Regions from separate parts of the Mus musculus genome. Here all the other regions are linked to region 1. The links are chromatin contacts, called in public capture Hi-C and promoter capture Hi-C maps. All regions are on one chromosome and are shown on one strand. The core of a region is the stretch at or near the end of the contact, and the rest is flanking DNA. Distances in the headings are between cores, read along the strand shown.

Region 1 (2,939 bases), core at 184-2,683:
GTGTTGCTGTCACGTCTTAATCATGCTCTGCCAACTCTACGAATCACACAGCAGGATGGAATTGACAATTTTTGCTGGTTTTCTAAGCACTCTTCCACCAATAACAGGGTGAAAATACACCTCTGCCATCTCGGGCCAGGCCCTTCTATTTTCAGATCATGTGTTCAGGAGCCACAGAGGCATAAAGTGAATTTCCTTCTGGGAGAGAGAAGAGAGTGAGTGGTCTCAAGATCTGTCTGCTGACTCAGCAGCAGTGTGGCCCAGTGACCGACTTCTGCTGCAACTCAGAGTTACGATATTGTATTTCTATGGGCAAGTTGGGGCTGGCTGCTCACAGTAGCCAGGACCCTAACAGCTACCCCAGGGGTGAGGGGGAATCAGTGGCCCACCCTCTGTTTCCTTCTTCAACACATCTTGTGTGTCCCTTTGGGATGACATTACACATACATCTTATTCCCAACATGTTATTGAAAAGTATGAAATAATATAAAATTGTCAAGTGGGGACATTTCACATTTAAACATAAAAGGAAACATTTTAGTGTAGTGGCTTTCAGGAGTCACACTATTATTAAGTAAAGTATTAGAAAAAGCCAGTGGTGTATACCTTTAATCACAGTATTGAGGAGACAGAGGCAGACAGACCCCTGTGTGTCCGAGACTAGTCAGTCTAATCTACATACTGAGTCCGTGCTCTATATAGTGAGACCTTGTCTTATGTGTGTGTGTGTGTGTGTGTGTGTGTGTGTGTGTGAGTGAGAGAGAGACAGAGAGAGACAGAGGGGGGGTGAGAGAGAGAGAGAGAGAGAGAGAGAGAGAGAGACCTTGTGACCCTGAACATAGGGAAGAAGCTGATTGGTAGACAGAATTGAGTCTAGTGTTAGCTCATTTGAAAGGTTGTCGGGACATAGGAAATAAGTCTCTTAGAAACATAGATGAAGCCAGGAAGATGGTCCTGTGGTGAATCTCCCACCCCACCCCACCCCCACCTCCATGGCCAGGCTAAGACCAAAGCTGTCCTGTAAAATCAGCGTGGACTCTTTCCCCCAGCCTGTTCCTGGGCCTGGCTCTCTGACTTATGACCTGTAATAAATGAATGCATGGAACAGTCCTGGAGCAGCAGCAGCTACTCACAGGTTTCCTGGAGTGAGCCATCAGTGACGTTATCTCAACGCAGAAGTTCCCCTGGTGGCTGCTCTCAGGGACAGAGGGAGTGTCCCTGCCTGCCCGAAATCAGGCCTGAGGAATCAGGAAGGAAGTGAGGCCTAAGTAAAGGGGGTCCAGGAAGGCAGGACACTGTCACTTGGAGGCACTCTGTGACAGTACAGGAAGCCATATGCAAGCTGGGCAAATTCCCCCAGGAGGCCAGGATCTCCTAATAAGGGTGGAATTTACTTTCTTTGTCCGCACTCTGGGCCCTCCCACAGACTTGCTGGAATGCATCAAGCATTCATCACTCCTCTGAGAGACATTGTGGTAACTTCCTGGTGGGATGACTAAGGAGAAGGAATGGGGGGTGGGGGGCGGGATGACACTCAGGGAACTGACCCCTGCAGGTGGGAAAATTCTAGCTGGATGAAGCAATGTTATGCTTAGTCATTCCACATTCAATTGCTATCAGGCATCGGAGATACTGAGATACAAGGCTAACCTCCAATCCCCACTCCCTGACGTCCACAATCAGAACTGTTCTCCATTCTTCAATAGAATTCATTCATTCATTCATTCATTCTCTTATTCAGCAAGTCATTAATGGTACCTCCAGCATGCATGGGGAAGAACGCGGTCCCTTACCTCCCGTGTGGGTTTCTGGTACAGAGACTCTGGTAAATAAATGTCCAACATGGACAGAACACTGTGAGCTTTAGAACACAGGGGCAGGTCCCCTCTTGGTGTGTCCTGAAGGCAGGCAGATAGCCCTTCTGTACCTCTGCTGCTGCTTAAGTCTTGAAAACAAAGAATTCCAGCATAAGCCAGTCCACCCGCGAGTGGTAACTGGGGTCAGCTTGACTGGTGTTGGGAAATCACATGGGGAATGCTGGAAAGGCGTCACCTCTTTGTCCTTCTGGGTATTAGCGGCTGGACACCTACCTGAACTTCCTTCCTTGCCTAGCTGTCGCCTGTGTTTTTGGGGCTGAGCTGTCACATCGCATTCTGTTTGGTAATTGCTTTAATTGGTGCTGATTAACACTTTCTAATGGCTAGTGTGGAGGCTTCTCTGGCCCATTTCACCTCCCCACGATTGATTTTTTTATAGAAACCCCTCGGCTCACCATCCCGAAGACTTTCTGGATGTGTGAGGGTAGCCAAGTATTTTTTCTACAGTCACTTTCTTTGTCCCTATGTAAAAATGCATTCCTGGGCTGGCAAGATGGCTCAGTGGATAGAGATGCTTGCTACCAAGTCTAACAACATCCCAAGTTTAATCCCAAGGACCCATATGGTAGGAAGAAAGACCCTGCTCCTAAAAATTGTCCACAGAATGCCACACATGCATGCACACACCCATACACAAAATTAATTATTGTAAAAGAATTTAAGGAACGTATTCCTGGGTGCCCCTGCTTCTTTAGGATGACATTACATATACATATTCTCCCCAACATATTATTGAAAATTACGAAATAATAAAAGATTGTCAACTGGTATAGTGCACACCTCAGTGCCTCTTTTCCTAAGAAATCATTTGCCAAATGCATTTTTTTTTTTTTGAGCAGGGGCAGAAGGAGCAAATACTTTCTTATAATTTTCCCAACCTCAAATTTTATAAACTACTCTATTCCTTGGAGCTGGTGATTTATAATAGCCAATAAACCCAAGAGCCTGTGTAACTTTTCAAAAAATAATCTCATGATGAAAGAGATTCGTGATATATATATCAGGTGTTCTCTGTCCTATCACATTGGTTCAGCCTTTAATTATTTACAAAGCCTCTTTAAT
Region 2 (2,939 bases), core at 243-2,742, 250 kb after region 1:
GGCATCCTTCAAAAAGATGGTGACACCCAAGAAACGGGTCCGAAGACCTTCTGAGAGCGACAAGGAAGAAGAGCTGGATAAGGTCAAGAGTGCCACCTTGTCCTCCACGGAGAGCACGGCGTCTGGAATGCAGGATGAGGTCAGAGCGGTTGGCGAGGAGCAAAGGTCAGAGGAGCCAAAGCGCAGGGTGGATACTTCAGTGTCTTGGGAGGCGTTGATTTGTGTCGGATCGTCCAAGAAGAGAGCGAGGAAGGCATCCTCTTCAGATGATGAAGGAGGGCCAAGAACACTGGGAGGGGATGGCCACAGAGCGGAGGAGGCTAGCAAAGACAAAGAAGCAGATGCTCTTCCTGCCAGCACCCAGGAACAAGACCAAGCGCACGGAAGTTCCTCACCCGAGCCAGCTGGAAGCCCTTCTGAAGGGGAGGGCGTCTCCACCTGGGAGTCATTTAAGAGATTAGTCACTCCACGAAAAAAATCCAAGTCAAAACTGGAAGAGAGAGCCGAAGACTCCGGTGCAGAGCAGTTGGCCTCCGAGATCGAACCAAGTAGAGAGGAATCTTGGGTTTCCATTAAGAAATTTATTCCTGGACGGCGGAAGAAAAGGGCAGATGGGAAGCAAGAACAGGCCGCCGTTGAAGACTCGGGGCCAGGAGAGATCAATGAGGACGACCCCGACGTCCCAGCTGTTGTGCCTCTGTCTGAGTACGATGCGGTAGAGAGAGAGAAGCTGGAAGCGCAGCGAGCTCAGGAGAACGTGGAGCTGCCCCAGCTGAAGGGGGCTGTGTATGTGTCTGAGGAGCTTAGTAAGACTCTGGTTCACACCGTGAGTGTCGCGGTCATTGATGGGACCAGGGCAGTCACCAGTGCCGAAGAGCGGTCCCCTTCGTGGATATCTGCTTCCATGACAGAACCTCTTGAGCACGCAGAGGGAGTGGCCACACCGCCTGTTGGAGAGGTCACTGAAAAAGACATCACTGCAGAAGCAACTCCTGCACTCGCCCAGACTTTACCAGGGGGCAAAGATGCCCATGACGACATAGTCACCAGTGAAGTGGATTTTACCTCAGAAGCAGTGACAGCCGCAGAAACCACAGAGGCGCTCCGCGCTGAAGAACTTACCGAAGCATCAGGGGCAGAAGAGACCACAGACATGGTGTCTGCAGTTTCCCAGCTGTCCGACTCCCCGGACACCACAGAGGAAGCCACCCCAGTTCAGGAGGTAGAGGGTGGCATGCTAGATACGGAAGAACAGGAGCGCCAGACGCAGGCCGTCCTCCAAGCCGTTGCAGACAAAGTGAAAGAGGACTCCCAGGTGCCTGCAACCCAGACTCTGCAGAGAGCAGGGCCGAAAGCACTGGAGAAGGTGGAGGAGGTAGAGGAGGACTCCGAGGTGCTGGCTACCGAGAAAGAGAAGGATGTTGTGCCGGAAGGACCCGTGCAGGAAGCTGAAACTGAGCATCTTGCACAGGGCTCCGAGACTGTACAGGCTACCCCAGAGAGCCTTGAAGTTCCTGAAGTCACAGAGGATGTAGACCGTGCCACCACATGCCAGGTTATCAAGCACCAGCAGCTGATGGAACAGGCTGTGGCCCCTGAGTCATCTGAAACCTTGACAGACAGTGAGACAAATGGAAGTACTCCCCTCGCAGATTCAGACACTCCAAACGGGACACAGCAAGACGAGACCGTTGACAGCCAGGACAGTAATGCCATTGCCGCCGTCAAGCAGTCACAGGTCACTGAAGAGGAGGCAGCTGCTGCTCAGACGGAGGGGCCTTCAACACCATCTAGTTTTCCAGCCCAGGAAGAACACAGGGAAAAACCAGGAAGGGATGTTCTAGAACCCACACAAGCGCTGGCTGCCGGGGCAGTGCCTATTCTGGCAAAGGCTGAGGTGGGTCAAGAGGGTGAGGCTGGCCAGTTTGATGGAGAAAAAGTCAAAGACGGACAGTGTGTTAAAGAACTGGAGGTGCCTGTGCACACTGGACCCAACAGTCAAAAGACTGCTGACTTGACACGTGACAGTGAAGTAATGGAAGTGGCCAGATGTCAGGAAACTGAGAGTAATGAAGAACAGAGTATTAGCCCGGAGAAAAGAGAGATGGGAACCGACGTTGAAAAGGAGGAAACAGAGACCAAGACAGAGCAAGCCAGTGAAGAACATGAGCAGGAAACAGCTGCTCCTGAGCATGAAGGAACCCACCCTAAGCCAGTCCTGACAGCTGACATGCCTCACTCAGAGAGGGGAAAGGCACTGGGCAGCCTTGAAGGAAGCCCTTCTCTCCCAGACCAAGACAAAGCAGATTGCATAGAGGTTCAAGTTCAAAGCTCAGACACACCAGTCACTCAAACAACCGAAGCTGTGAAAAAGGTCGAAGAAACTGTGGCAACTTCAGAGATGGATGAAAGTTTGGAGTGTGCAGGTGCGCAATCATTACCAGCTGAGAAGCTCTCCGAAACCGGTGGCTACGGGACTCTTCAGCATGGAGAGGACACCGTGCCCCAGGGGCCTGAGTCTCAGGCAGAGTCCATCCCAATAATAGTAACTCCTGCTCCTGAAAGCATCCTACATTCTGACCTTCAAAGAGAAGTGAGCGCATCCCAGAAACAGAGATCAGATGAAGATAACAAGCCAGATGCTGGTCCTGATGCTGCCGGCAAGGAGAGTGCAGCAAGAGAGAAAATCCTCAGGGCTGAACCTGAGATCTTGGAACTTGAGAGTAAGAGCAATAAGATTGTCCAGAGTGTCATCCAGACAGCCGTCGACCAGTTTGCACGTACAGAAACAGCCCCCGAAACCCACGCTTCTGATTTACAGAATCAGGTTCCTGTGATGCAGGCTGACAGCCAGGGAGCACAACAGATGCTGGACAAAGATGAAAGCGACCTTCAAGTCTCCCCCCAAGATGGAACACTCAGTGCCGTAGCCCAGGAAG
Region 3 (2,939 bases), core at 233-2,732, 180 kb after region 1:
ACAGAGTGAGTTCCAGGACAGCCAGGGCTATAAAGAGAAACCCTGTCTCGGAAAAAAAAAAAAAAAAAAAACAAACCGAAACAAAAGCTTTTAATCCCAGCATTTAGGAGGCAGAAGCATTAAGATCTGAGTTTGAGGCCAGCCTGAGTTCCAGGGAATCTTTTCTTTCTTTCTTTCTCTCTCTCTTTTCTCTCCCTTCCTTCCTTCCTTCCTTCCTTCCTTCCTTTCTCTGTCTCTCTTTCTTTCTTTCTTTCTCTCTCTCTCTCTTTTCTTTTTCTTTTTTCTTTTAAAGTTTTACTTATTTATTATATGTAAGTACACTGTAGTTGTCTTCAGACACACCAGAAGAGGGAGTCAGGTCTCATGATGGATGGTTGTGAGCCACCATGTGGTTGCTGGGATTTGAACTCATGATCTCTGGAAAAGTAGTCAGTGCTCTTAACCGCTGAGCCATCTGTCTAGCCTCAGGGCATCATTTTAAACATCAACCTTTATCCTCTACATGCATGTGCCTGTATGCAAACATACACATATACACACCATGCACATGGAAAAGGAAAACACGGGAATAGACCTGCTGAAAAACTGAACTTTGAAAACCAAAACTGGTGATACAGAGCTATAGAGAGAAACCCTGTCTTAGACTGGAAAAAAGGCAAACAAAACCAAAACTTATTGAATGAAAGTTAGATGTAATACAAAAAACTATAGGAATTGGTTTTGTGTGTGACAGAGGGTGGTGCTTGCGTGGGCGTGGTTATCCATGCATGTGTGTGTTTGTTGATATTGGGTGTCCTTGATCTCTCTTGTCCTTGATTGGGTTTTGATTTTTTTCAAATGCTTTTTACCTTTATCTTTTTATTGTATGTGTTTCACGGTGTTTATGTGGAGGGCAGAAGAAAACCTGTGGGAGCTACTTCTCTCTGCCATGTGGATTTTGGGTCGGTCTTTAGGTTGTCAGTCTTGACCGCAAGCCCCCCTACCTCCTGAGCCATGTTGTTGACCGCTCCATTTTAGTTTTGAGAGTCTCTTCCCGAATCTGGAGCTCACAGGTCAGCTTACACTGACTGGCTAGCAATCAGCTGGGATCTTCCAGCCTCCATCCCTCCCAGGGTTGGAGTTACAGGTACTCACCACTCAGCTTTTCGGTGGTGCTCCAGTCTTTGTAGTTAAAAATGAATAAATCCTGGCGTGGGGTTACGACCCACCGAATGAAAGACACACACAGCCTTTATATTTTAATATGCCTTAAGTAGCTCAATAGCTGGGCAACTGCCTCCCCTCCATGCTGTTAAGAGACCACTTTCCCATCAATAACTCCAAGTGACTACTTACTAATTTCTAGGTTTCATCCTGGCTGCTCTTAATTCCAATTAGTCAGCCCTCTGGGCCACGTTCTCTTGGCCCAGAGCCCAGGGAGCTCTCCTTGCTTCTCTACTCCATGGTGACTTCCATCTCTCTCCTGCCTGTTGGAAGCCTTCCTGTGGCTCACAAGAAACACCTGGGAGGCAAGCAGGGGCTGAAAAGGGAGGGGAACTAGGCGGTCGAGAGAAAAATGGAGCTAAGTCAAGATTCCTGATCAAAGCTCAAATGTTTAATGGCAAATGCCCTTATAAAGTGGGGGAGGCCCATTCCCACCAATTCATTCTTGGGGCCTGGAACCAGCTGCAGGTAACTATGTGCATGATAGGGTGTAGTCTCCGGAATAGTGGCCTCCCAGCAGGTAGGAGTGTCTTGAAGGGGAACAGAGGCAGTGGCTGAACAATAGAGTGATCTAGGGAGGAAGGCTCCTCCCTAGGTAATCTTTGTGGCATCAAGGTCAAGGTCTGGCTTAGCCTGCTTCAGGCTGGGGGAGGTTACACCTGCATACTCTTCTAAGAGTGTCTCCCCCTTCTGCTTCTTTCCTCCGTCCAGGAAACCTAAACCCCGCCTATGTCTCTTCTCCCAGCTATGAGCTGCTGGCATCTTTATTTACCATTCAGAATTAGCTGGGGGCTGGTCCCTCAGTGTTTCAAGGGTGGACTCTCTCCTGCAAACAGTTTGGGGGGGGGGCAAATTAACATTAAAATACAAACAGAACTAAGTCAAACCCACTCCAGGTCTTTATGTGCACAGCTAGCACAGTACCTGTGGCGTCTCCTTCACAGCCTCCGAGGGGATTCTGTCGCTCACAGTGCTGCTGTGAAGTATCATTGTTGCTATGACTTGTTGGATCCAGGAATAAGTTAAGATTTTGCAATTCTCTCTCTAAGAATTCCCCTCATACTTGTAAGGAATTAAGTCATTGTTGCTAATATCTGAGTGCCCGCTTACAGTTGTGCTTAGGGCTTTAGTGGAACAGGAAAGCGCGGCTCATTAAACCCCCTGCAGAGTCAGCCAGCCCCACCCAGTGGAAGGGAGGCATTTACTCTAGCTCTGGAGGGGTGCAGCTCCCCTAGTTTTGGATGCATCTCTCAGTGACTGCAGCATCACTTTAAAAAGGTATTTGGGGCCCTGTGAGACAACTCAGCTAGAAAAGGTATCTGTCACCAAACTTGACACTGACCTGAGTTCAGTTCCCCAACCCCACAGGGTGGGAGGAGAGGACCAGTGTTTGCTAATTGTTCTTTGACCTTGCCACCTTGACTCATGCACTAAGCACATACACACACACACACACACACACACACACACACACACACACACGCACACGCACAGGCACACGCACACACAAACACGCACGCACAAATTAAGATAGGTCCATTACTACTGGTCTCCAGAAACAACAGAGGGGGATGGAGCCCTTGATGGATGGAACTGAAAGAAATGGTTGTCATTTACAAATGAGGCTCAGGCTGGACTGTTTAGTAAGCAATACACGTGTTTCTCATCTCACATAAAGTCTGCATGGCACTGACCAGAATCCCAGAACTTAGCAGATGAAAGGGGGAGGTGAGGAG
Region 4 (2,939 bases), core at 191-2,690, 130 kb before region 1:
CACTGCTAAGAAGCATGAAGGGAGTTTACAAGCTCGTAAGTCAGCCTGCCTTGCTTTCCCAGGCTAGAGGTAAGAGCCTTATTATCTATCCCTGCAGGCAGAGTGAGCTTCACATTTCCCACAGCTCTTGTTCCTCTAGACGCACCACAGTCCTGGGAGATGTCGCACAGTATTGAGTTTATTCCACAGATGAGAAATGTTGTGTTTAGGGATCCCCAATCTAAAAGGGACATCTATCAAACCTGCCCTAATAAATGAATGGACATGGCCAGAAGATAGATTCCAATATCCCTTCCATGGGCTCATCTCTAAGGGCTTAAATTCCTCCATGTATAAGCTTCAACTCTTAAAATATGCCTCCATCTCCCAGTAACCAAGAGGGTGACCAGGTTTTTAATATATGGACCTTTGGGACACATATCCAACCTACAGCAGTGAGGAAGGCAGAGGATATCCTGTAAACACTGTCTGACTCAACCTCATCGTAGGCACTTTTCATAGGGAGTAAGTTTCTGTGGCTCCAAGTTCCAACTAGATGTGTGTATTTTTTTTTTTCTTAAACTTTTTACCCTCTTTGGAACCTGCTTGTCCATGCATTTCAAAAACATGGCCCCCGTGTGTCAGTGAGGTGGCTCAACAGGTATAGTCACTTGCTGCCAAACCTATGAAGTTGAGTTCTATCCCTAGAACAATCCTTCTGCCCAGCACCTCAGCACGCCGCTGCTGACCCCAAGATAGAATCAGAGAACTGGTTTCTTCAGGTTGTCCTATCCTTTACTTGCTGCAAGCTCAAGGACACAAGTAAAACTTAAAAAGAGGAAGAGGAGGAGGGCACGTGGAATTGGGCAAGCTCACAGCTCTGCCAGCAAACCAAATGACTTCTCTTGATCGCAGGTTCTCCTGGTTAGAAATCAGACGAATGGCGTTCCATTTCTTACATCTGTTGGGGTTAATAAATATATCTTTCCAGCACACAAGACAGCGTGAGCACTCAAAAAACGGTCTCTGCCTTGCACAAATTCTACCCTACCTCATTTGTGGTCTACAAAGTTACTATGTTATTCCCACTAGCCTTGGAAATTATAAACTTGGAAGACTCAGTCCTAAAACCATTGACGTTAATCTGCTTAAGGCTACAAAACCAGCATTTGCATTGCAAACTCTAAGAACGACATTTAGCCCTAGGCCACCTCCCACGTAATAAACACTTCCTTCTGAAGGTCTAAACTGGACTTAGGACCACTACCTCCTGAGGAAAGTGAGCTGCATTATGAAGACCAAGGGTGGCATCAGGTTTTGAGGCAGAAGGGCTGGCCATACAATCTCAGGGCAAGGGCTCAGCACCACGCTGATGCCCCACCTCCTATGCCTTGACTTTCTGGCAACTCCAACCAAAAGCTTCACGTCCGCTGGCCCCCGCCCTGTTAACGTCACGGCCACTTGGTACAGTGCCCCCTAGGGGCCTCAGTTCCTCCCACGAGGAAGAGTCTAGTCTTTCCTGCTGCTGGCCCTTTACTGTGCCGCTTGGCTCTCTGGTGCCTCCCACGCCAGCCCGGGGAAGAACTTGCAGCCGCATCTCGGCGCCTGGGGATAACCAGTCACCCCGCACTCTGCAGCAGCATGAGCGTCCGCCTCCCTCTCCTGCTTCGCCAGCTCGGCCGCCAGCAGCTGCCCTCGGGCCCGGCGTGTCGCCTCCGTGAGCTGTGTCGCTCAGGCAGCAGAAGCAGCAGCAGCGGAGGTGGTGACCCCGAGGGGTTACGCGGGCGGCGGCTGCAGGATGGCCAAACCTTCAGCAGCCATGGCCCAGGCAATCCGGAAGCCCCCGGGATGGACTCCATCGTCAGGTGAGTGTCCTGTTTGTCTACAGGCAGGTCCCTAGCCAGGGACCCAAGGACCCAATGGCACTCTCGGCCGCTGGGAGACCCGAGGGACCGTTCGTAGGGCGGGAAACAGAGAATGCTTGGTTCCGACTTGCTAGAGACGCCTTGCGATTGGCAGAGAGGGCGTGGGGGCGAAGGGGAACGTCCGGAGTATGGGACCCGGTAGATGAGGGCATCCCCCCCAGCCGGCGCGCGCCTCACGGACCGCACGCCCCGCTCCACGTGCACCGCCCGCCTCCGGCTCTGATGCAACCGCGCCGGGCGTGGCGCCGACAGGAAAAGGGCGGTGCGGCCCTGGGCGGGAGAGAAGCAAGGAGGATGGCCCTACAATCCCGCCACTGCTGATGTCCCACTACTGAAGGAGGGGCGGGCTAAACCCCTTGCGGAAGCCCTCTAGGTCTAGGCGTACGGTCCGCTCCGGAGCATCGCTGCTCAGAGAGCACACAGGTTCCGGTGCAGCAGTATCTGGAAAGTTCATTCTATATCCGGTGGTGATCTGAGCAGAGTCATCTGGTCAGACCCTATAGTGAGTTTGCTAGGCCACTGCTGTGCAGAGGCACCTACCTGCAAAGGGCGGGAAAGCCCTTTTCTGCTTTGATTCCCAACTGGGGCTATGGAAACAAATGAGCAAAAATAATCTGCCCCCAGGGGCTGTCACACATATATCCCGCAACAAGTAGTCATTATTTTTACAATAAACTAAACTAAGCTCTACAAACTTGGTGTAATGAGCATGACAGTAAATACTTAAGGTTCAGTGAACTAAAAAGCAGAATTTAAAATGTTACATGGGTACGTTTGTAATAAGGAAAAACGTTCTCACAGTTTTTTGATAAAATCCAACATTTTATGGACACTGACATTTCAATTTCATGTGGTTTTCACGTGCTATGAAGTATCCTTATTTCTGTTTTTCTACCAGTTGTTTAAAAATGGAAGCTCAGGCTAGGGAGACTGCTCAGTTAAGTACTGAGTAAAAGTACTGGCTGGGGGAAACATGAAGACCTAAGTTCCATCCCCAGTACCCATGTGGGCATGGTGGCATACTCTTGACATCCC

The links. Promoter capture Hi-C pulls out the DNA fragments that hold promoters and counts their contacts. Capture Hi-C pulls out chosen DNA fragments and counts their contacts.
Region 2: a promoter capture Hi-C map of the HPC-7 cell line shows a contact between it and region 1, with 5 times the contacts expected there. The contact joins two enhancer-like sites. A contact is called at or near these places in 6 of 39 promoter capture datasets (the C10 cell line, the HPC-7 cell line, cranial neural crest and 3 more), 12 of 484 Hi-C or Micro-C datasets (the C10 cell line, adipose-derived mesenchymal stem cells, cortical neurons and 5 more), 22 of 115 datasets of contacts at active chromatin or transcription factors (T-cell acute lymphoblastic leukemia, craniofacial prominence, embryonic basal ganglia and 12 more) and 5 of 9 other capture datasets (adipose tissue, embryonic stem cells, embryonic trunk and 2 more).
Region 3: a contact with region 1 is called in a capture Hi-C map of embryonic stem cells, with 2.9 times the contacts expected there. The contact joins two enhancer-like sites. A contact is called at or near these places in 7 of 39 promoter capture datasets (3T3-L1-derived adipocytes, the C10 cell line, cranial neural crest and 4 more), 7 of 484 Hi-C or Micro-C datasets (3T3-L1-derived adipocytes, ECoMG-derived neutrophils, cumulus cells and 2 more), 5 of 115 datasets of contacts at active chromatin or transcription factors (differentiating embryonic stem cells, embryonic stem cells, epiblast stem cells and 2 more) and 1 of 9 other capture datasets (embryonic stem cells).
Region 4: a contact with region 1 is called in a promoter capture Hi-C map of hematopoietic stem and progenitor cells. The contact joins the promoter of Mthfd1l here to the enhancer-like site in region 1. A contact is called at or near these places in 5 of 39 promoter capture datasets (the C10 cell line, the HPC-7 cell line, embryonic stem cells and 2 more), 3 of 484 Hi-C or Micro-C datasets (all in embryonic stem cells), 4 of 115 datasets of contacts at active chromatin or transcription factors (embryonic stem cells, extraembryonic endoderm stem cells, memory CD8 T cells and 1 more) and 1 of 9 other capture datasets (embryonic stem cells).

Annotation. Positions count from the first base shown.
Region 1 is chr10:4,106,563-4,109,501 of GRCm38.p6, forward strand. The region is part of intron 26 of Mthfd1l (methylenetetrahydrofolate dehydrogenase (NADP+ dependent) 1-like); the gene reads left to right. Among named protein-coding and RNA genes, the nearest start is that of Gm25515, 3.7 kb to the left of the region's middle. Within about 2 kb of position 1,434, at least 136 of the 459 cell types and tissues checked have an H3K27ac peak or open chromatin away from gene starts, as enhancers often do. A contact at or near this core is called in the HPC-7 cell line, embryonic stem cells, extraembryonic endoderm stem cells and 3 more, where this site is marked.
Region 2 is chr10:4,354,664-4,357,602 of GRCm38.p6, forward strand. It overlaps Akap12 (A kinase (PRKA) anchor protein (gravin) 12), which reads left to right. Exons shown (of 4, transcript NM_031185.3): 3 at 1-2,939. Among named protein-coding and RNA genes, the nearest start is that of Zbtb2, 32 kb to the right of the region's middle. Within about 2 kb of position 1,493, at least 52 of the 459 cell types and tissues checked have an H3K27ac peak or open chromatin away from gene starts, as enhancers often do. A contact at or near this core is called in the HPC-7 cell line, where this site is marked.
Region 3 is chr10:4,287,974-4,290,912 of GRCm38.p6, forward strand. The region is part of intron 1 of Akap12 (A kinase (PRKA) anchor protein (gravin) 12); the gene reads left to right. The region is part of intron 4 of Gm40592 (a long non-coding RNA gene); the gene reads right to left. Among named protein-coding and RNA genes, the nearest start is that of Gm40592, 21 kb to the right of the region's middle. Within about 2 kb of position 1,483, at least 14 of the 459 cell types and tissues checked have an H3K27ac peak or open chromatin away from gene starts, as enhancers often do. A contact at or near this core is called in embryonic stem cells and stem cell-derived epiblast-like cells, where this site is marked.
Region 4 is chr10:3,971,635-3,974,573 of GRCm38.p6, forward strand. Mthfd1l (methylenetetrahydrofolate dehydrogenase (NADP+ dependent) 1-like) reads left to right here and starts at 1,441. Exons shown (of 28, transcript NM_172308.4): 1 at 1,441-1,844. The coding sequence starts at 1,621.